Linked DNA regions of Mus musculus: regions 2, 3, 4, 5, 6 and 7 are each linked to region 1. The links are chromatin contacts, called in public promoter capture Hi-C maps. All regions are on one chromosome and are shown on one strand. Each heading gives the region's core, a stretch centred on a gene start, on an enhancer-like site or on the middle of the called end of the contact. The rest is flanking DNA. Distances are from core to core; before and after follow the strand shown.

Evidence for each region. Promoter capture Hi-C pulls out the DNA fragments that hold promoters and counts their contacts.
Region 2: a contact with region 1 is called in a promoter capture Hi-C map of liver, with 6 times the contacts expected there. The contact joins the promoter of Coa5 here to the promoter of Pdcl3 in region 1. A contact is called at or near these places in 2 of 39 promoter capture datasets (liver and pre-B cells).
Region 3: a promoter capture Hi-C map of pre-B cells shows a contact between it and region 1, with 2.7 times the contacts expected there. The contact joins the promoter of Il1rl2 here to the promoter of Pdcl3 in region 1. A contact is called at or near these places in 2 of 39 promoter capture datasets (liver and pre-B cells).
Region 4: a promoter capture Hi-C map of the C10 cell line shows a contact between it and region 1, with 4 times the contacts expected there. The contact joins the promoter of Il1r2 here to the promoter of Pdcl3 in region 1. A contact is called at or near these places in 2 of 39 promoter capture datasets (the C10 cell line and pre-B cells) and 1 of 9 other capture datasets (liver).
Region 5: a promoter capture Hi-C map of pre-B cells shows a contact between it and region 1. The contact joins the promoter of Mfsd9 here to the promoter of Pdcl3 in region 1. A contact is called at or near these places in 2 of 39 promoter capture datasets (liver and pre-B cells), 1 of 484 Hi-C or Micro-C datasets (muscle stem cells) and 1 of 9 other capture datasets (liver).
Region 6: a contact with region 1 is called in a promoter capture Hi-C map of pre-B cells, with 3 times the contacts expected there. The contact joins the promoter of Il1r1 here to the promoter of Pdcl3 in region 1. A contact is called at or near these places in 1 of 39 promoter capture datasets (pre-B cells) and 1 of 9 other capture datasets (liver).
Region 7: a contact with region 1 is called in a promoter capture Hi-C map of pre-B cells, with 4 times the contacts expected there. The contact joins the promoter of Il18r1 here to the promoter of Pdcl3 in region 1.

What each region holds. Positions count from the first base shown.
Region 1 is chr1:38,986,191-38,989,246 of GRCm38.p6, forward strand. Pdcl3 (phosducin-like 3) reads left to right here and starts at 1,624. Exons shown (of 6, transcript NM_026850.4): 1 at 1,624-1,659. The coding sequence starts at 1,654.
Region 2 is chr1:37,428,618-37,431,363 of GRCm38.p6, forward strand. It overlaps Coa5 (cytochrome C oxidase assembly factor 5), which reads right to left and starts at 1,486. Exons shown (of 3, transcript NM_198006.4): 1 at 1,252-1,486. The coding sequence starts at 1,350. Unc50 (unc-50 homolog) reads left to right here and starts at 1,522. Exons shown (of 6, transcript NM_026123.4): 1 at 1,522-1,876; 2 at 2,676-2,746. The coding sequence starts at 2,680.
Region 3 is chr1:40,323,337-40,326,163 of GRCm38.p6, forward strand. Il1rl2 (interleukin 1 receptor-like 2) reads left to right here and starts at 1,253. Exons shown (of 11, transcript NM_001356478.1): 1 at 1,253-1,413.
Region 4 is chr1:40,083,314-40,086,246 of GRCm38.p6, forward strand. Il1r2 (interleukin 1 receptor, type II) reads left to right here and starts at 1,401. Exons shown (of 9, transcript NM_010555.5): 1 at 1,401-1,506. Gm16894 (predicted gene, 16894) reads right to left here and starts at 2,538. Exons shown (of 4, transcript NR_037980.1): 1 at 2,300-2,538; 2 at 1,831-1,974; 3 at 1,654-1,701.
Region 5 is chr1:40,789,077-40,791,933 of GRCm38.p6, forward strand. Mfsd9 (major facilitator superfamily domain containing 9) reads right to left here and starts at 1,581. Exons shown (of 6, transcript NM_172499.2): 1 at 1,409-1,581. The coding sequence starts at 1,543.
Region 6 is chr1:40,264,787-40,267,889 of GRCm38.p6, forward strand. Il1r1 (interleukin 1 receptor, type I) reads left to right here and starts at 1,800. Exons shown (of 11, transcript NM_001123382.1): 1 at 1,800-2,095.
Region 7 is chr1:40,464,538-40,467,281 of GRCm38.p6, forward strand. Il18r1 (interleukin 18 receptor 1) reads left to right here and starts at 1,469. Exons shown (of 11, transcript NM_008365.2): 1 at 1,469-1,820. Il1rl1 (interleukin 1 receptor-like 1) reads left to right here. Exons shown (of 11, transcript NM_001025602.3): 11 at 1-878.

The DNA.
Region 1 (3,056 bases), core at 374-2,873:
CTTTAAAAAAGTTAAGTTAGCCCATGTTTTCCTTTAATGAGTTTTCTTCTTTAAATTGTAGTGTATGCCGTAAAGTAGGAATTCAGTTTTATCTGCCTCCAAATGACTATCCAGTGTTTCCTACGTCCTTCATAGAAGGTCTACATACCTTCCCCAGTCAACTAAGATTTATACACAGTGTCATGCTGTGGCCGAGGCTTGTCTCAGAACTCATGATGTAATCTCCAATTAAAGGCTCAGCTGAACAGTTTGTTTCTCGTGTGTATTCAGTTAAAGACTTTATCCATGTTGTAGTCAATGTAATAAAACCAAAAGTCAAGACAATGAGTTAACAGGGGATTGTTCTGAAGCACACCTGCTGTAAAAAGCAACTGGGAACATTATTTCCAATACACCAGGATACATCTTTCAGTGGATCCACCTGGAGCAAGGAAAGGGCAAACCACACCTGCTTTACTGCTGTGCGGTGGAGAGAAGCCTGTGATCAAAGTCCCTCAAGTTAAACTATCTCACAAACTGATTTTGGAAGTGAAAACTGGGAAAATTCATTCACAACACTAGGCAAATTAATTAACACTTTAAAAGGTCTGTCTGTAATCTGGTTGGAATGTGTTGGGTTAAATTAAATCCATGCTCCTTGTTTTTTTCAGGGAATAGTGTAATTTTTTTTCTATATTAGTGATTATTCCCCAGAAATTATCAGTTCCGAGTCCTCAGCTGCAGGGATTTAAGTTGTCTGGAAATAACACCTTAGTGTAACTGTAGTTTTTGTTTGTTTTTATAGACAGAGGTTCACTCTCTAGCCCTGGCTGGGTCTCCTGAGTATTGGAATTATAGATGTGAACTACCACACCTAGACACCTGCAGTTTTGAAAGCTCCTTGGTAATTCCAAAGTGTACCCACGGTGTGTGCTTGAGCAGAGGCAGCAAGGTAGTCCAGGGCTGTGGAAGGCCTTTTAACTCCCGTGCTCTCAGTTCCAGCTCCGAATGCTGTGGATCGCCCTGGAGCCTGTGCTTTTGCTCAGGGTCACACGAGTCTGGTATTAACCAGAGAAAATGATTCTCACTGTGGCCTTTTCCTTTTGTGAGGGTGAAGGGGCGTGGAGCCCAGGCGTTCCCCACTCCACCGGTTTCTCAAATCTGATGCTGTAACCGCAGAGGTTAGACTATGCTCTAAACAAACCCAGTGAGCTCAGTAAACAAACCCAATAAGCAATTCATCCCATTCAACAGAGAAGGTGTGTGACCTCCAGGTGACCCGGGTCACTTTTAATCCTAGCATCGGGTCACTGTCAGGCAATTCTGCTTCCGACAGGCTCCGATTGGCGGCCCGGGAAGTCGCAGAACCTATGCTTACCTCGGGTCAGCCCCAAACAACCAGCCACTTTCCCTAACAAGGTAGCGCCTGGACATGGCCCGAATGACGTCACCCTATAGTCCCACCCACCGGAGGCACGGCCTGTCATTCCAACGCTCTCAGCCTTCGCCCGGGTTCCTGAGGACCAGGCGCAGACTCCAGTCTTCACTTCCTCCTTGGCTCCGCCCTTTTCGTGCCTGGGGGCGGGGAGAAGACCGGAGGGGGCGGTGCCGCGCGTGCGCGGAGAGGAGCGGAGGGGCTGGGGCAGAGGGCTGGTTTGAGTGACTGAAGGCAAGATGCAGGTGAGTGTGGCGAGCTCGGGACCCCAAGTCTGCGGTCGTTTGGCTTGGTGGGCTCGCGCCAGACCCGGAGCCGGGTCTACATGGATTAGTTACAGAACTCGGCGGACTGCGGGGAGGCCCGGCGCAGGCGCACTGCGAGAGGGCGGGTGCGGTCCCTCCGGCCTCCTGGGCTGGGCACTCCTGCTCCGGTGCGTCCTGCCCCGCAAATCTCTGTCCTTTGGTAGGCACCGGACTTTGGGCTCGTTCTCCTCCAGGCCTGATGAAGGCCCCGACCCTCCTGCCATCTAGAGCTGACTCTAGATGGTCCGTTGGGAGTGCTTTCTGGTTTCCAGATCTGAACTCTAGGCCTCACGACTATTGTTAATTTCTAATATGAAGAAAGGTGGAACTCCTTAGCAATTTTTTTTCCTTTTTTGAGCTGGAATTAGACAAAAGCCCAAAGAAAGTGTGTTAGAGAACCGCATCGGAATAGCCTTAGAAGAGCAAAAGTATGCGTCAGCCACTTTGTCGCCAACCTTCTATGTGGCTGTGTTTAAGGATTCTGAAGAGTCTGGATGGAGGGTAGATGGACCGTGTAGTTGTGGGCTCCGGCTTAAGAGACAGACCTTGGGGACTGGAGGGGGTGGTCATCTACACATTCAGCAAGCCGGCCACACCTACACCTGGGAGGCAAGAACAGGCTCAAGTAAAGGGATATACCTAGTATTTTGTGCTTACTAAACATTAGCCGTCAGGAGTGACTCTGGAGCAGGCCAGGCGTCTGCTATTCTCAGATTTATCCTTTAGACTCTAAAGCTTAGGGAAGTCTGTGGGTCTAGCCACAGTCTTCCTCTTCCCCAAGTCTACTGCAGGCTCTCAGGACAGACAGATGGTCAGTCAGCATGTCACAGCGTTTTTGCATTTTCAGGTCCCTCTGCCTGGAATGTAACTTCCTTTGGTCTCCAGGTTCCTCTCGTTGGGGAAGAGTTCTCAGGACTCAGATAAACCTTCTTTAATTAGTGCGTAGCTCTGACCTGTTGTTTAGAGAGGCCCAGCTTCAAGCAGACACCTTTCATGGTTTATGTAGGGTTAGCCAGTCGTCTCCTGGTGTTTTGGGGTTTTGTTTGTTTGTTTGTTTTTTCTGAAGCTGAAATGCGCAGGTTTCTGGTTAAGACAGTGTTTGCTGTATCGTTGCGTAGCTCTGACCTGTTGTTTAGAGAGGCCCAGCTTCAAGCAGACACCTTTCATGGTTTATGTAGGGTTAGCCAGTCGTCTCCTGGTGTTTTGGGGTTTTGTTTGTTTGTTTGTTTTTTCTGAAGCTGAAATGCGCAGGTTTCTGGTTAAGACAGTGTTTGCTGTATCGTTGGCGGTCACTTCTCAAGGAAGGGGAACTGGTGGATGTTCACCCCTTTGAGAAA
Region 2 (2,746 bases), core at 236-2,735, 1.6 Mb before region 1:
AATTTAATTTTATGAGTGTTTGCCTGCATGTACAAACATGCACTACATACAGACCTGGTGCCTATGGATGTCAAAGAGGCTACCAGGAGGAACTGGAGGATAGATGATTGTGCACCACCTTATGGCTGCTAGGACCAAATCCTGACCCTCTGTAAGAGCAACAAGTGCTCTTAACCACTGAGCCATCTATTTTCCAGCCCCCAGAGCCTAAGATTTTTAGGACATATCGTCAATGTTTGTATAAGCCTTCCTATGGATGAGAACCATGAATTGGATGTGTTAAAATAAAGACCTTTTAGTGTTAGTACTAAACTCTGTATATAAATGTTAATAGGGAGGGGCTGGCAAAGTGGCTAAGTAAAGAAAATGCTTGCTGTGCATGAGAGCTCCCAGTTCAGCACCCACATAAAGAGCTGGGCATGGTGGCAGAAGTCGTTTATCCCAGAATGGGAGTGGAGCCAAGCAGATCTGGTTAGGCTAGCCAATTAGGTCCACTGACATGCTATCTCAAGTAATAAGGTGGAGGGGCTGGAGAGATGAGTCAGCGGGCAAGAGGCCTTGCTCTTCTGAGGTCAAGGTCAGTAATGGGAAAACCATACTGAGTTCCCTCTGGAAGTTTCAACTTTTCTGGTTTTCCAAGAGTCATAAAATCTTAAGAAGTCTATTTTTGAGAAAGTTCTGAACCTTCTCCCCACTCCCCTTTCTCCTCACTATCCCCCACTGGAAGGTACGTTGTGATCATCTGAGTTCATACCCTACGTTTCTCTGAGCCCTTCTCATTCCTCGCCTGTTTCCCAAGGCAGCACATAGTATAAAGGCTTATGTTGAATTCCTCCCAGAATGCAATGCTATAGGTTTAAGATAGGTTAAAGATCGGCAGAGAGAAACTATGGCACACCATGAGATACTTCCATATTCTAGAAGCCAAGGAACCAAAACTCTCCACCACAGATCAAGTAGCCATGCGGCGCAGGCACAGGCCTTGGCAGCTGCCCTTAGAGTGGGAGTCTCTGGTGGCGCGTGCCAGCACTCAGGGATCGCTTCCTGAACAGAGCTGGCTGAAGGTTTACAAAATCCTTAGGTGGGTAGTAAGTTATCTCCCACTTAACACCAGTAAGAACTGGGGATGCGAGCTCAAGAGACCTGTCCAAAGTCAGGAGCGGACGCGCGACCTCTACCCTCGACGTGACCTCCCCTCGCAGGCCATCATGGAGCCAGTCTTGACTGAGCTCTGCCACCCAGATCCGCTACCTGGAGCACACAGGCAGACTGCAGCAGACATGCACCCAGATCCTCCTTCACGCCCGCACACGCGCCGCCCTCCGGCTTGTCCTCATAATACCGGGGCATGGCGGGGACCCACCGCCCTCACCACACTGGATCACGGCCCTCGGTCACCCCGCACGGCCCGGAAGGGCGTGGGACACGCCCACTGGCAAGCTACCGGCGAGGGTGGGAGAAAGTCTCAACAACTTCCGCCAGGAGTGCGACTCTTCAGGGTATGCGCACGCGTGGCGGAAGTGCGTGTCCGTAACGTAAATACAGAGCGCCGCAAGTGCGGGCTACGTAGCGGGAAGGGAAGTGGCCCCAGCGGCGGCTGGGCTCGGCTGCCCTGGGAAGGTGGCGGTAGTCCCGGGCCCAGGACGAGGCCTCGAGGGCCTTCAGGTGCGGCCTGCTCTGTGTGCGCAGGGTGGCGTTCGTGCCGTCGGCCGTTTCCACGGTTAGCTCGCGACCTGGCGTCTCAGCGGCTGGGCGAGGGACCGGCCGGCGCCCGGCAGCTCGAGTCCTAGGCCCGCCGTGGAGCTGCTGGGTAAAACCAAAGACAGCCGCTTACGTGGGAATCGCAGGATTAGAGCCGTTTTTCTATTCTAAGCAGGTCTGAAATTTTGCAAGGAGACACACACCCTGAAACCTTGTCGTTGCTTGTTCTTAAGTCAAATGTCACTGGGCCGTTTGTATTTTTAGTTGACAGAGGCTTGGGGTAATGGAGACCTGCTGGCGGGGCGGGGCGCCGCGCCGCGCCGCGGAGGGCAGGTAGGCTGGGCGGTGACCAGCAGTCATTTAGCTTCGGACTAGTTGGACTGGCCCCTTCGCGCTGTTATTCCTCCTACCCAGCCATCCTAGGAGTAAAACCATCAAGGAGTGTAATTTTTATTGTCACATTCTGAATAACCAGGGACTTGCTGGCCATCGCCGATGGACTTGTACAAATAAACTGTGTGTCTTACTTTTTCAGTAACCTTGCTTTTAGATTAAACTTTTTGTTTGTTTTAAATCTTGGTCATTACAAACACGGAATTTTGAACCAGTGTTCGGTCATTGTCCCGTGTTAATGAGGACGTCATTGCACACCCCCTTGTGCTGCTTTTTCCTTGGCCTCCATTATCAGTAGTGAGCTACTGCAGCTGTCAAAGGCTTGATTGAGGTGAAGGTTGGGAAACCATCGACTGAAGTTAAGTGCTTGTTTCAGGTGATACAGGAGTTTGTGGTACTGCCTTGATGGCATTACCCTTGGCCAGCCCCTAGACAAGCCCCAGAACCAACTCTATAGCTTCTGGCCCCTAATCCTTTCTGAAGGTGGCAAGAGAAAACGTCATAGCGCTGACGAGGAGTTCTAGTAGCCAAATAATTACATTTAAGATTACATCTAAGAGAAATGTTCTCATTCCATCTAGGAAGATGCTACCAAGTACTTCCTTGAGTTCTTCGATGCACGGGAATGGAGTATTAAATTCCAGGGATGCAG
Region 3 (2,827 bases), core at 3-2,502, 1.3 Mb after region 1:
ACCAATTCCGGGGTGAGGAGGAATTAGTGTGAGATTATATTTTTCCTGATTTAAACATTGTAATATCTTTTAATTTTGCCTATAATAATGGCAGCCATTGTATTGTCGTTCCCAGGCCCCATGTGATCTAGCCACACCTACTTCCATACTTCAGTTTACCCAGCTCTCCCCTCTGCTGTGTGGCAATCACTCTCCCTTCATTTCAGTTTTTTTTTTTGGAGTGTCCCAAACTCGGTCCTTCAGAGACTTTGTACTGACGGTTCATTCTGTAGGGATGTAAATGGCTGTTGCAGAAGATCAGACTTTGGTCCCCAGAACCCATATCAGGTAACTCACAAACACCTGTAATTCCAGCTCCAAGGGAGCCGACACCCTCTTCTGGACCCTATGGTCACCTGCAGTCACATGCACATAGCCAGTGCAGATGCACACACATAATTAAACATAGTAAAAATAAAACGTAAAAAGTAGAAAGAGAGAGCTCTTGCCCCAGACATCTACCTGTTGGGCTCCAGGCCACTGCTCAGGAGAAAGGCTGTGCCTTATCATATTCTTTCCACCTGTCTCCTAACTGTATTTCATATCTTATGTGCTTCCTAATAGTTGAATATCTCTTTTAAAAAAATGTTATTTACCAGAAAATCATGGTGGCAAGCTGTTGAAGGGCTCATGTCTCTAAGCTGTCTTCCCAACACTCAGTGTGCCATCGGACACATTCGGATGCCTTTAATATTTGGCAAGAACATGGGGCATCAGAATCCTTCTCTAGAGAATGGTGTCATGGAATAATCAGTCAGAGGTTTGCCAACGCAGACGAGGGCACACCTACCTAATGATCCAGGAGCTTCTCTCAGACGTGTAAGAGACATTGCCAGGATTGTCGCGGCAACATTATGTATAATAATTAGCAAAACGTAAAAAAAATGGGACAACCAAAATGGCTAAGGGAGAGAGACACGTCGGTTGCTCATGCTCACAGGATGGGGCAAGCCTTTATTGAGAAGGACCACACCTCAAATGTTTAAATCCCGCAAGTATAATGCTTTTATTAAAAAGTAAGTTATGTAAGTGCACAGTATAGTAAATTTTATACAGTGACTAGGAAATCTTATGTAAGAATATCTTACATTGCTTAAGGAATTTCCTGCTTCTCCCTCTCTGCTCTCCACCCCCACACACCACTCAGACACACACAAAGGGAGGGGGAGGGGAGAGAATAAGCACCAAGCTGAAGACTGGGAGTTTGGGTTTGGGCGGACAGAGACCGGAAGCTGGGAGATGATGGCTTCTGATGTTTGTTGCTTACGCGACACAGCTTGTTTGGAATTATGTGGCCCTTGACAACTGCGTGGCACACACTTCAAGATACAAAAGTGAGAAGAAGAGGGGGGTCACCAGAGGAGACTGAAGTCAGTAAGTTTCTACCAAAGCTGGGTTTCTTCTGGCCACTCCAAACAAAGCTGAAATTGTCCTTCAGACCTCTGTGAGTACAGTCTCAGTTCCTTCCGTAGTTCTCTGGGAGGTTCTGCGTGCACACACGTGATAGTTTTGTGTTTTTATTTTTAAAACTTCAATCAGTTTTGTCTTAATTTTATATATTACTGGGGTTTGGTGCGCACTAATTGAACCCAGCTTCTTTTCACCGGCTTCATCCACCCACCCCTGTAATCTCTCTTCTACATCTTAGCTTCCTGTTTGTTTAATTTCCGTATAGGTAGGACGTTTCTTCTGTTTCTCATTCCGCTTAACGTCGTGGTTTTTGTTTTTGTTTTCCCTGAAAACTCACTATCCCCATATCTGTTCTGTATCCAGAACTAATGATTGATTCCTCATGCATCAGCAGACTTACTCAACACAGAGATCATCCCAGAATTGTAAGGCAGAGTGCTTCTGCCAAGGGACAGTACTCGGACAGACACGTGTACATCTTAACTTTGTGAACCTGGGACAGCTAGTCAGACTGACGCTGTGGTTGTTTTCAAAGTCTTACAGTTTCTAATCCACAAAGACTCCGAGGGATGCCCACTAAGAAGCTGTTGGTCTGACAGCGTTTGCCGCCACTGCTCTTCTCAGTGCCTAGTGGGGTCTCCAGTGTCTCTGGCGCAGGAAGACAGGTCCGAGCAAGCATTACTTTATGGCAAGTTTAGACTGACTGTATCGGTGCTCAACCTGTCGGGAGTCTGCTTTACCTAAGATCTGGCACGAGGACGGGGCTGGGGTGGGGTTAATGCCTTTTCTCAGAAGCGCTTCCACCTCTGGAATAGTCCATTTTAGGACAGTGCTGGGTGTGTAAGAACCGCTCAGATAGTGTTTGGAAAGGATATAATAATTTTTAGCGATGATCTGGAGCATATTTAAGCCGACATTCCTGATAGATGAACGTGCTGGCCTGGGATCAGGAAAAAAAGACTGAACGATTTTCGAAGGACGGATTATTTCTGTCCTGCTCCACTTGGGGAAGGTGAGTCTGTTCCGCCCGCGGCGGAGAAGCGATGCCCAAGGTGCAGAGTGCGGTGACCAACCAGGATTCGGTCCCCAGAGTGGTTCCCGCTCTGCTCCACGAGACCCAGCGCTCTGAGACCCCATAGGCAGGTGGAGCAAGCCCGGGGCAGCCGGAGCGGAGGGAGTTAGCGATCAATAGTCACTGGGGCGGCTAGAAGACTCCGACCTGGAAAGTGGGCCGGGACTTGGGTCAAACTCTGGGATTCCTGCTCTCCCTTGCCCTTTCCAGGTGGGCCAGCACTTACCGCTCAGCCAGCGAGCACATAGGGTTACAGGGGAGCCCCTCCGACCCATGCGATCCCAGATGCACGCTGGGCGGGTCCAC
Region 4 (2,933 bases), core at 151-2,650, 1.1 Mb after region 1:
GCATGGGAAATGACCAAGATCCTTTGAGGTTCAAGATGCCTGTTACCCAAGATGCTTGTTGCAAATGCTGAGGTAGAGACTCCTCCTCAATTAGACCCAATGTGGTTCTGGCTCAGAAACCAGAAGCCACCCATGGAAAACCTGTGGCAAGGTACTTTTAAGTGACATGCAGCCCAGAGAGTGGAGGAAGGTGACTGGAAGACAGTATGTGTGAGCCACCAACATCATGCATGCATGCCCAGTTTGAGGGGGTGGTCTGAACTCTGAATACTTTGACACATTGTCTTTACCATTCATTTGTCTTTAGCAGATACAAATTCTGCGATATTGATGGAAGAAAATATGGTCATCAAATACCTAGGATAAAATTCACAGTGAGACAATATGTGGTGGAGAATTCTAAGCCCTACTCTGGTCAGCTGGGCAACAGAAGGACTCTTTGTCATACAAACAATTCTTTCTCATAAGTACTTCACAAATTAAGGACAGGGAGAGAAAACATGGGCTTCAGACTCCTTTTGGGGAGGTAAGATGAAGGCGGGGGTGGGGGGCAGGGGATGAGATTTGCATTTGTTCTTATTCCTACATCATTCTGGAGGTCGGAGGTCTGCATGGGCCTCAGTGGGCTAGAATGAATTGTAGTCCATACAGGGTCCCTGGAGCCACAAGGGCAGCATCCATGTCTTGGGTTTTTGTCCAGCCTCTGGCTCTCTGGCTCATGGACTGCAGCACTACACACACCATCCTCTTCCTCCTTTGGCTGTCTTACCACTTTTTCCTGAAGCACCAAACCCGAGCCTGTCTCCGGACCTGGAAATCCTTAACTTACATTAGCAGTCACTTTCTCTACATTAAGCAGCATGTTCCCAGCTTCCAAAGACTCAGACAAAAAGTTAAAAACAAAACCAACCAAACAAACAAACAAACAAAAAGCCAAACAAAGGCCCCCCTAAAACAAGCCCATCCATTTAATCCTCCTCCTAGTCAAGAAGAGTTCCTTGGGGGTGGGAGTGGGGATCTTGTGTCCCACTCATTTAAAACCCTCCTTTTCTCTTTAATGGGACCATGGTTGGGTTTTAAGCAGCATCCAGCAGATGGGGTGAAATCTTGCCTGTGAAACTGTTTACAACTTCTTCATGTACAGCCAGCATCACTTTAAAATGTGTTCTTGGCTGGAAGCATGCCATTCTAGCGACACACACACACACACACACACACACACACACACACTCAAATAAGGAAACTCAGAGTTTCCTAGGCCACTTCCCCATATGGCAAGGATGTACGCACAAAGCACCATGAGCAGGGTGCTCCCCGTGAGCAGGGAAAAGGTGTGTCCACCACCACCCAATTAGAGTGAGTGACACAGGCCAGTTAGGAAACCACAAGCAGGAGCCTATAAATCCCTGAGGGGGCTGCTGGGACATCACAGAAGGTGAAAGTCTGGCCCAGCAGCCTTCCCCAGTCAGGCAAGAAGCAGCAAGGTACAAGAATACACAGCTCCAGGTAAGAAGGTGGGAAAGAGGCAGGGGGAGACACCAGGAAGCCAGTCACCAGTCAGACACCAGTCTGAACATCAGGTCTGCTTTTAGTGGGTCCTCAGGCAACCCTCTATGAGTCTCCTAGCTTCCTCTGGGTGAGCGGTCTCCTCACCTGTGTGGAGGTCACTTTATTCCTTGATTGTTTTCTACTTCGTTTTCTCTGTTAGAAAAAAAGGGAGGGGGGGGACTACATCAGAGAGCTGCTATTGAATGTCCACAGATCCAGGTAGCAGGGGACAGACAAGCATCTAGAATTCACCTGGAGGAAGGGAGTGGGCTGGGTTCTTACCTTGGGAGGCTGAGCATCTGGGACAGAGCGCAGAGCACGTTGAAAGGCTTTGGGGACTTTCCTAGGGTGATTTTTTTTTTTTAAATGTACCTGATGCCTCTCAGAAACCATAGCTTCCAGGCAGACTGGGCAGCACTCTAAGACCTGCCTGGCACACACAGTTATTAGATAAATGAATGTACTGGTTTTTTTCCCTCCTCTGCTTCTTAAAGTCTCTTCTCTTCAGTCCCCTACTCTATTTTGAAGCCCATTTTTTCCCTTCTGAGCCCTAGCTTATATGTCTCTGACCTCAGCCTCCTTACACAGGGTGATCTTGGCCAGAGCTTCTCTCTGGGTTTCCTACTGTGTAAATAGAGGCAAAAGACTGGCCTGTCCTTCCCAGTCCCTGCTTGCAGTGGGATGTTGCTGGCTTCCGTCCGTGTTCCATATCGGCTTCCATCAACCTCACCCTCCTCTAGCTCTGCCTTACCTGGAGGCTTGCTCTCCGGGATCAGCATCTTGTTCCTACAGGCATAAGTGCAGAAGAATGTCTTCCCCGAGGCCTCTCTGAGCCTCGCCTGCCTCAATGCATTCTTTTCCTTTTCTTAGCTGGTAGTGCTGCGGGGATGGACCCTCCCTCGTGTGCTGCAGGTTGTCCTGGGCTTCCCCAAGCCATTCTCATTCCCAGCTCACCCTCAAATCCTACTGTTTTGACAGCGAGAATGGAGCGATCACGTGACCACGTCCGACTTTTTGACAGTGAGACCGGGGAGATCACGTGATCACGTCCCTCCTCCCATACCCCAGGATAGCAGCGCCAGCCTCTAGGGACAGCAGAAGCGGCAGAAGCGGGTGCTTTTTCAAGGAACTTCCGACTACTCTGTTTATCAGGTCTTCCAACTTGGCCTTTACCATATCTGCCTACGACACGCATTGCTTGGCCCACGCAGATTTTTTTTTTTTTTTTTTCAGATTCAGTAGATGTGGGTGTGTGCCCAAGGACTCGATCACACGCTGGAACTGCTTGTATGGGAAGAGCCCTTTTGGAGGACTATTTTCTTAGGAGATTAGATGAGGCTCATGCTCATTAGAGAGCCCAGGACGGAGGGAGTTATCTGTGGACA
Region 5 (2,857 bases), core at 331-2,830, 1.8 Mb after region 1:
TGGATTTACCATGTGCACGGCATATGGCAAACAGCAGAGGGTGTGGGTCTCCAAGTCTGTGTTGGAAGGCTGCACAGAATGAATGATGTATGAACTGCTTGATTTCATCGTAACTCCCAAACTATTGTGAATTCTAACTCCCGGTAGTTGCTGCTACCCTCTGGGTGAAGTCTGAATGTTCCAAGTGAGGGCCTGAGTCTTTTCCACATATAACCTTCGTGCCCTCTGTGGTGGGGCCTCAGCAGGTTGGAGACGTGCATCACCCCAGTGGATGACAGTCAGCATCCTTTCCCAGAAACATCCACTCCCCAGCTTTGGATTCTGAACAACCAGACTACACAGTGGAAGTAAATAATGTCTGCATCCCTAAAGTACAACCAAAAAGCAAGGACATTACTCTCTAAAGTCAAGGCAGGGAGCCTAAGAAGGGAAACTGTATATCTTGGGACCTGCAAAGTATACTTTAGGCAGAGATATCTCTCAGGCATGGTACTCAATACCTTCTAGCTCGGTGAATACAGACATTTGGTGAAATCTACTTCTTTCAAGATTCTAACAAGCATTAATTAAACGGAACCTCTACCAACTGTTGGACAATTTGGAATCCAAACAGAGGCTGCCTCTCTGTTCCTTAGCTACATGGCTCAGCATGCTAACTCCTAATTCCAGCAACCCTTCAGTCTGGAAAAAAAGAGTAGACTTACTTCATCTGGACAGGGAACAATAGGAATTGTTTTCTCAGGTTCAGTGCCAATCAGATAGATACCTGCCACAAAGTCTTTTCCCACTGATCATTCAACTAATTGGTTCCGTCTGCCTGATGAAGAAATCCTACTGAAAGATTTTTCCGGCTGCTTATAACCAGGCCTATTGAACTAAACCTCGCCTTGAAAGAGGAGCCAGTGTGAATCAGGGTCCAAGACTAAGACTGTAAATTCTCTGGAAGCAGAAACTGCTTATGATGTCAGTGCTCCAGGGCATGTACCACACGCGGCAGGCATTCAGAAACTTCATGAATATTCATTAGTAATGAAACTTCATTAATAAACAGATGGATGGGAGAATAACTTCTTAAGCTTCTCATTCTACAGGGCAAAGGACTATTTGTGGACCAAACCAATACACACATGCACAGACATTATAGCAAAACAAAAACACATGCCATTTTGCCAAAGACAATTGTGTGCCGTTCACCTTAACTTCCAATCTCCAGCTTTAAGGCCTCCAGTGTAGACCCCTCCAGGGTCAAGGAGTCACACCTGAGGTCAGTGGTGAAAGGGCAAGAGGAGGCACCTCACAGCACACTTCAGACTCCGGGCTGGAGCTGTGTAAAATACCCGGGAACTTGAGGTAAGTGCAAGTCTGCAGAGACTTGGTGCTTTTCCCCAGCCCCGGTGCGGGCACTCACCAAGAAGCCTACAAGGTAGAGCCAGAGCAGGAAGCGGCGGGAGCTCACAGCACTAGACGGTGCTGTGGCTGTCACCGGGGTCTCCGAGGCTAGATCCTGCCTCGAAGCCCCGTGCCCCGGGACCCCCAGCGCCATTCCCAGGAGGGCTGGGGGTGCGGACAGCTTAGCCGACTGCAGACCACGCCCCCGCCGTGGCCACGCCCAGGATTGACCACGCCCATGGCGGAAGCGATCTGCGTGCGCCTGCGCAGATGGAAGGTCGCGCCGCTGGGTGGGTGTGACTACTGTTGTGGTGGTACCTACCGCGGGCGTCTTAATTCAAGATCGCAAGTTCTGTGACAAGTGACTGGTGCCATCTTTCCTCGCTCCCTGGTGGTGTAAGGCACGAAGGAATTGTGTCTTTTTGCTAGTACCAGGTTTTCTTCAGTGATAGCCGTTCTGGCTTTAAGGATCACAGACCCAGGGCCCTACTTCCTACTTGGCTCTACAGACCTGGAACGAGTTAAGGTGGCTGTGGAAGCTTTCGTATGCATTTGAAAAACAATGGGTAGTAATTTAGAGAGACTTCTAGATATCCAAGAAGTCTGTAAGCATTAGTCAGCACTTCGTAGCTCTACAAGGAAAACAGGCCAGAAATAGGCTGAGAGTTGGGCTTCAGGGAGTAACAGGAGCACACCATGAAAAGCATGAAGAATTGTAAATAATAAACGTACAATAGAGAGATACACAAAAGTTAGAGGACACGTGACATAAGGAAGTGTGAGCCTTGGTGTGCTTGTGGGATCTGCTTAAATCCAACGGAACTCAAACTTCAGGGCGATGCAGATGACAAAAACTTACTATAACCAAGACACTATTAATCAATCAGGGCCACAGAAAAGACAGGAGAGCTGAACTATGATCTCAAAGAGATACTGTATAGCATAGTTAAAGCAGGAAACCATAAAGAGAGGGGGAGCTGGGTGGGCTGTAACATTGTCAATCATATTTAAAGATAAGGGGTTGAGCAAGGGCGTTTCCATCAATCAGGATAGGAGTAGGTTCCTGGACATGGGAACATGAATTTTGTTTGACCCTGCCAGCCAAGATGGAAAAGTTAGTTGTCCCTGAGATATCTGGACTCAGACAACTGTTTCCTTACAGCAGAAGCTGTTCAGCTATAGCGAACTCCCCAGCTCCCTAGGGCCTGGGACCTTGACTTGACTTTCTCCTCGTGATTAAATGGAAAACGAAATGGTAGAATTTAGAATACATTCCTTTTGCTTGTTCCCAATGTGCTGACCAAAGAAGTAGAGTCTGTAGTGCCTTAGGCTTCAAGATGGGTGTGACCAAAACATCCAAACACAAAGATGTAGAATAAACAGGGTTTCAGTCATCTATAGCCTAGAGGTTTCATTCTGAGAGCAGTGGACAGAAACAAAGTAGATGTGTGATATTTAATAGTTAGTG
Region 6 (3,103 bases), core at 550-3,049, 1.3 Mb after region 1:
TCTTTGATGCTGTCCCATTCACCGTCAAATCATGAACCAGCCTGGGAGCCTTTTGATGGATAAATGGATAAAGGAAGTGTAGCATATACATTAAATAGAGTATTATTTAGTTCTAAGGAATTAAATACAGCCGATATTAAATCCCACCTTTTTAGGACAGTGCATAGACCTGCTAATAATTGTGTAAAGTAATGACCTAGAATGGAGACTGTTAGAGATGAAGAAGCAGGAGGGGGATAATAGGGGTGGATATGATCAAACTGTATGGGTGTTCGAAATGCCACTTCTAACCTGTGCATAATCACGTCTCATAATCACTGCTCATGGTTAATAGGCAGTAAGACAAGGCACGCAGATGGGGACTACCACAGTATACACCTGTCCAGACAGCCTTGAGACTTGGTCTGTCTGCATCATGATGAGAGCTGTGCAGCAGAGTCGCCTGGAAGCTTTGAAAAACCCCGACACCAGGCAGCCCTCAGTGACTATGACATGGCAATTCTGGCTTCTAAGGGGGTCAAATCTTCTGTGGATGTGAGTTAGAAGTACTCAAGGCTGTGAGAACAGCCTCTGGAATACAGACCCATGGGACAGGGCTAGGGCAGGGTTAGGGATAAGGCACCAGTTCCTTGCCAGACTTAAGCCTGCCTTTCGGAGGCAAAGGAGCAGTCCAAACCTTTGGAAATGAGTGAGGACCTTCTGCCCTGCTAGGCCACAGGTGGCATCTATGATATACCATTGATGCTGCCCCTTTAAGCTTTCTACCATCTCAGAGTTTCCCCCGGGGTTACTTCAACCTTGGGTTTCTAGGCTGCATACGCGAATAAGGCAGGAAATTCAAGGCCTGTCCACGCTGGAAGGCATGCAGGAAATGGCCATGTGCTCTATCTAGAGGTATTAAGCAATCACTGTTTCTTTGCAGTTGTATTGCAGGGTGGTGCATTATATGTGGAAGAAGCTGGGGGGTGAGGGTAGGGAGCACGGAATGGTTGGTGCTATTTCCAGGACCACAATGTCCTCCTTGCACCCTGTCCTAAAATTTGGCTATTCTTGATTTTTTTTTTCATGTGCTTTCTGAGAACTCTGGAATTCTCCTTTGCAGAGCAAATCCTACAATTAATTGGGATATGATAAGGGGACCTGTTTTTCAGCCTGGTGGACAGCAGTAAAGCAACCAAGTAAAAAGCCTATGAACTATCAACTCTTCACCAGAGCTCTTTAACTCCTCCTACCTATAAAGGCTGCGGGCCTTTATACCAAAAGAGGAAATCAAGGTATTGCAAACTTAATGACTCGGCTAAGTGCTCAAAGCCAGTTCGAGGCACACAGTACTGGGCTCCAGTTGTGCTGAGCACAGAACTGTGTTTTCCTCAGGATCTGATACCCCATGGGTCACCAGCTCGGTTCTTGTTAGGTGGCACAATCTGGTTGCGATGTAGACGTGAGTTGACCCATCTAATTTTGGTTTGGGTGGGAACACAGAGGCTGCTCAGAGGAGCCAAGCCATCTGGGAATCAGAGCCATTCTTCCTGGAATCTGGGACATCTGGCAAGGATGCAGGGATTTTGGAATGCCCCCAAGGAGATGCAGTGACCCTCCAAATGCCCCCAAGGAGATGCAGAGACCCTCCATTGCCTCCACCCCCGGAGGGATACAGAGACCCTGGAATGTTCTGCGTGGATGTAGATATTCTGGGATGTGGGGCAGAAACTCCACAACCCAACCTATCCGGCTCCCAGGGCGGGGCATTGGCACTGGGCCAGCTAGCTCCGAGCCCGAGGCTGAGGACGCTGGCCTGCAGTCTCCGCCCGCTGCACGCCCCCGCGGGCGGCTCAGAGTGGGAGCAGCGTGCTGCTCAGAAGGTCTTAGCTGGTGCGGGGTTCCAGGAGCCGCCTGGGAGCGCGGCGCCCACCTAGAAGGGCGGGAGCCCAGCTGGTGCCCGCCTGCCCCAGAGCGGAAGGAATGTGACCCCCGAGCGAGCGCGGAGCAGCCCTTGAGCGGCTCCCAGGGCTCCGGTTGCTCCCGGCCTGAACGGGTTTAGTTCGGAGCTGCTGGATTGTTGAACATCGCCACTGGGGCACCCGGGCACGCCCAGGTAGGAGAAAACTAGAGAGTTCCTGAAATAGGGTCGCAAGGCCTCAGAGCTGCCTTGACCCAGACAAATGCCTTTCTTAAGTTACTCCCAGTAGCCAGCAGGTCAGCGTTCTCTGTGGATGTAGGATAAAGGTAGTGACAGTTTAGTCCTCCCCCTTTCTGGTGTGTGTGTGTGTGTGTGTGTGTGTGTGTGTTGGGAACTTGCCCAACTCTTTAAGTTTGCTCTAGGTAGATGAGTCTCCCTTGAGTAAATTGCTCCCAGGCCTTGAAATTGGGCCAAATGCAACTAACTTGTTCAGGAGTGTCCCTCTTAGAGGTTTGGGCTCAGAAGAGAGGTCTTAATGAGGCAAGAAGTGGATTCCTTAATGCCCCTGATGAGATGTCTCCTCTCTCCAGACAGGTCGATACTGGGGAATGTAGATGCATTATTTACAAAACCACACAGCACTTGGCTGTTTATAGGGCCCCTTATTCTTACCGCCCTTTCTCCTCCCAGAAGTCCTGTAGGTGAGATGCCAAGGTCACCTTGCTTTATATCAGAAGCTTAGCGGCTATCTTTTCTGAGGATTGGCACCCTCTGAGCTTCAGATCCCCTTGGGGAGACCGGGTGAGTGAGAGCGGCTGCCAGGGAAGGCAGGTAGACTCATCTTCCCACCAGGCTAGCTCTCTGTACTGCTTCCGATGTTCACCAGCTGGGAGCATCCCATCTTTCTGACCCCAAGGAACAGCCTAGGAACTGAGACAACAGAATCTAATCAGTTGGGCTACTTGGGCCATGATAAAGAAGAGATGAAGTCTATCTGTCATTGGAATTGGTGCCCGAGTCATCCTCACTTAATAGTAGTCTTCTGGGTGGTGGATATCCCACATGGAATCCCATGGCTGTGAGCTCCAGGAGCTGGTGCTGGTGACAAGTACTACCTCTTCCCCCTCTTAACTTACCAAGCAGCTGCTGGCATCCTTTTCTATTTTGATCTCTTCTAATTTCTTAATATCCTACCCATTATCT
Region 7 (2,744 bases), core at 219-2,718, 1.5 Mb after region 1:
TTGTGCTGAATGAAGACCTCTAAAAATGAAATTCTCTCCAATCTCATCCCTGGGAATAGTTGCTTCCTCATGCCTGCTGCTCCATCCATGGAAAATGACTAAAGAGAATTATTATTTGTTCCCGAGATTCTTCTGATAAGTCTAAACTATTTGCATGTAATTGAGCTGGGCAGCATGGCACACTTGGGAGGCAGAGGCAGGTGGATCTCTGTGAGTTTGAGGCCAGCCTGCTCTACAGAGTTAGTTCCAGGACACCAGAGCTACAAAAAGAAAACCTGTCCTAACAACAACAGCAACAGCTGCAGCAGCAACAACAACAACAAAGAAAAAGAAGAGGAGGAGGAGGAAAGGAAAGAAGGAAGAAGGAAGAAGAAAGGGAAGAAATAATAGATTTTTCTGTAATGAACACACATATGCTTTGATGCTTTTGCTAAACTCAAAATATTAGTTTTATTTTACTGTTTTGAAAGGTTCAAAGCATGATCCATGTAAAAATGTCTTCTGTGGGGCTTTCTCCCATTTCTACTTTTGTTCCCCTCATTTCTTCAAAGTGCTTGTCCAGGCAGAGCTGACCTTATTTGCTTACCAGTTACAGGTAAACAAAGCGTTTCCTCGTGTTGCCTCTTGTAGCCATCTCTGTATTAGATTAGGAAGGGAAGGAGCCGTCCTACTGTCCAGTTTGTGAGTTCTGGTAGAAAGAGTGTTGAAGTTTGTTAAATGCTTGTTTTCCATGTATCAAAATGTTATGCCTTTCCTATTTATTATTGTATGACAAATTATTTTTCACTGGGCAAAAATAATTGTGCCATTGACTCCTTGTGTGTTTTCTTCATGTGTGTTTGAAGAGTTCTAGCTTATTAAAAAAAAAAATCTAGAAATACTGTTTGGCCTTCGTTTCTTTTGAACAGTTTAAAATCTCACTATAACTTCCCAATTGTGGCTTTCCACCCATCCAGGAGGCTGGGCATCCTGCGCTGGCTGGCACTATGTTGGCTCTGCGAGCCTGGCAGTCTCAAGGACTCTCCTCCCGCAGTGCAGGAGTCCTGGGTTCTCAGCGCCCTCTGCCTGAAGGGTGTGGCGCGCACAGGGCACACAGGTGGTTCTTGTGGTTGAGTAGACAGGCTGCAGGTTCCGGGAAGCCAAAGGCGGTGGCTGTGCCTCCCTGGAGGTCTGGCGGAGGAGTCAGCTGAGATCCAGGCAGGAGAACTCCAGGGGCTCTATCGCCTCAGCGGTGGGGTGTCGGGGTTAGTTCTGGGAACTGTGGAGCTCTTAGGTGAGCAGGGACATGCAGAGAAACCCTGCCAGGAGTACAGGTCTTCCCAGAACTGAAAGCTTGAGCGCTCCTGGGTGGAGCAGCCTGTAGCGCCCTAGGCTTCAGTCCCCCAGCTCTTAGGAGCTCCTCCCATCCCAGGCGGTGCCCACCTGAAACCTTAGCTTTTCCTTTCTTCTTCTTATTCTGATCTTCCTCTCCCAGCCCTCCACCTCCCTACCCCCGGTCGTTGGCTTCTTCTTCTTCTTCTTCTTTTTTTTTTTTCCTGCGATAATTCTCTGGTTTGCCAAATCTCTCTAATCAAGCTCCTGGCCTTGCCTCACTGTGCCTTCCCTCCCTGTCTGTTGTCACAGTTGTGGACCAGGAGGTATTTAGTCTCACTTGCTGGGCGAATCCTGCTTCACAGATGTAAGTGAAGGAGAAGCCACTGCCCAGGCCTGTGTGTGGGCCACCTCTCTGAAGGTAAGGGCAGACTCTGATGTCCAGTCCTCACTGTCTTCTGCTGTCTGGAGCAAGGAGAGGAACCACCCACAACGATCCTGAAAACAAGGTCAATTGTGAGTGGTGTGTATGTGTGTGTGTGTGTGTGTGTGTGTGTGTGTGTGTGTGTATAACTAGTGAGTACAAATGTATATGTTCTTTGTAGAGAGGTATGAACAGCTAAAACACAGCAACAGTTGATTTGTTCAGCTCTTACCCTCTGCTGACAATACACACAGGTGTGCTGTATTTTAGTTGCTTAATCCTCTTAGGAGACAAATGAAACAGGCAATATCAGGTTTAATAAATGGTGTGAGGGGAGAAATATTCAGAAATTTATCTAAGAACATCTTCAGTTATCGCATCAGTGAATGACCCATTTATGCAGATTTGGGGAATAGTTCACTCTCCCTCATGAGTACATGCATGTACATATGTGTGCACTGATGCATGCACAAGCGCCCACACACATGCATGTACACTCACACTCTTGTGCACACACTCGTGAGTCACACACACAAACACACACACACACACACACACACACACACACACACACACACACACACTGCAGTCACAAGAATATCTGCCTTAGGCACACATTATGGAAAAGCAGAGAGCCTTCTCCTGGGTACCTCACCAGGAAGTGGAGGTTGGTCCAGGAGCCCTGGAAGTGCTGTGTGTTAGGGTTGGCCTGAACTGGCAAGCTTCCTGACAATGCCAAACATCGTGTCATATTGCAAGGACGATAGGGTCCCAGAGGAGGGGGAGGGGGGGAAAGGGAACATGGTCTTCATGTCCGGATCCATGTTTGTGAAGGCACATTTTGGAAAATGGAGATAATAGCAGCAGGCATTTTTACGCTAAGTGTCGTGAGGTAGCAATGACTCTCCTTTCCTTACAGATGGAAAGTCAAATGTGCACACCTTTTTTTTTTTCTTAAAGCAGAAGTGCAAGGGTGTATTCAAGATCATTTTTGTTGGTTGTACCAGAC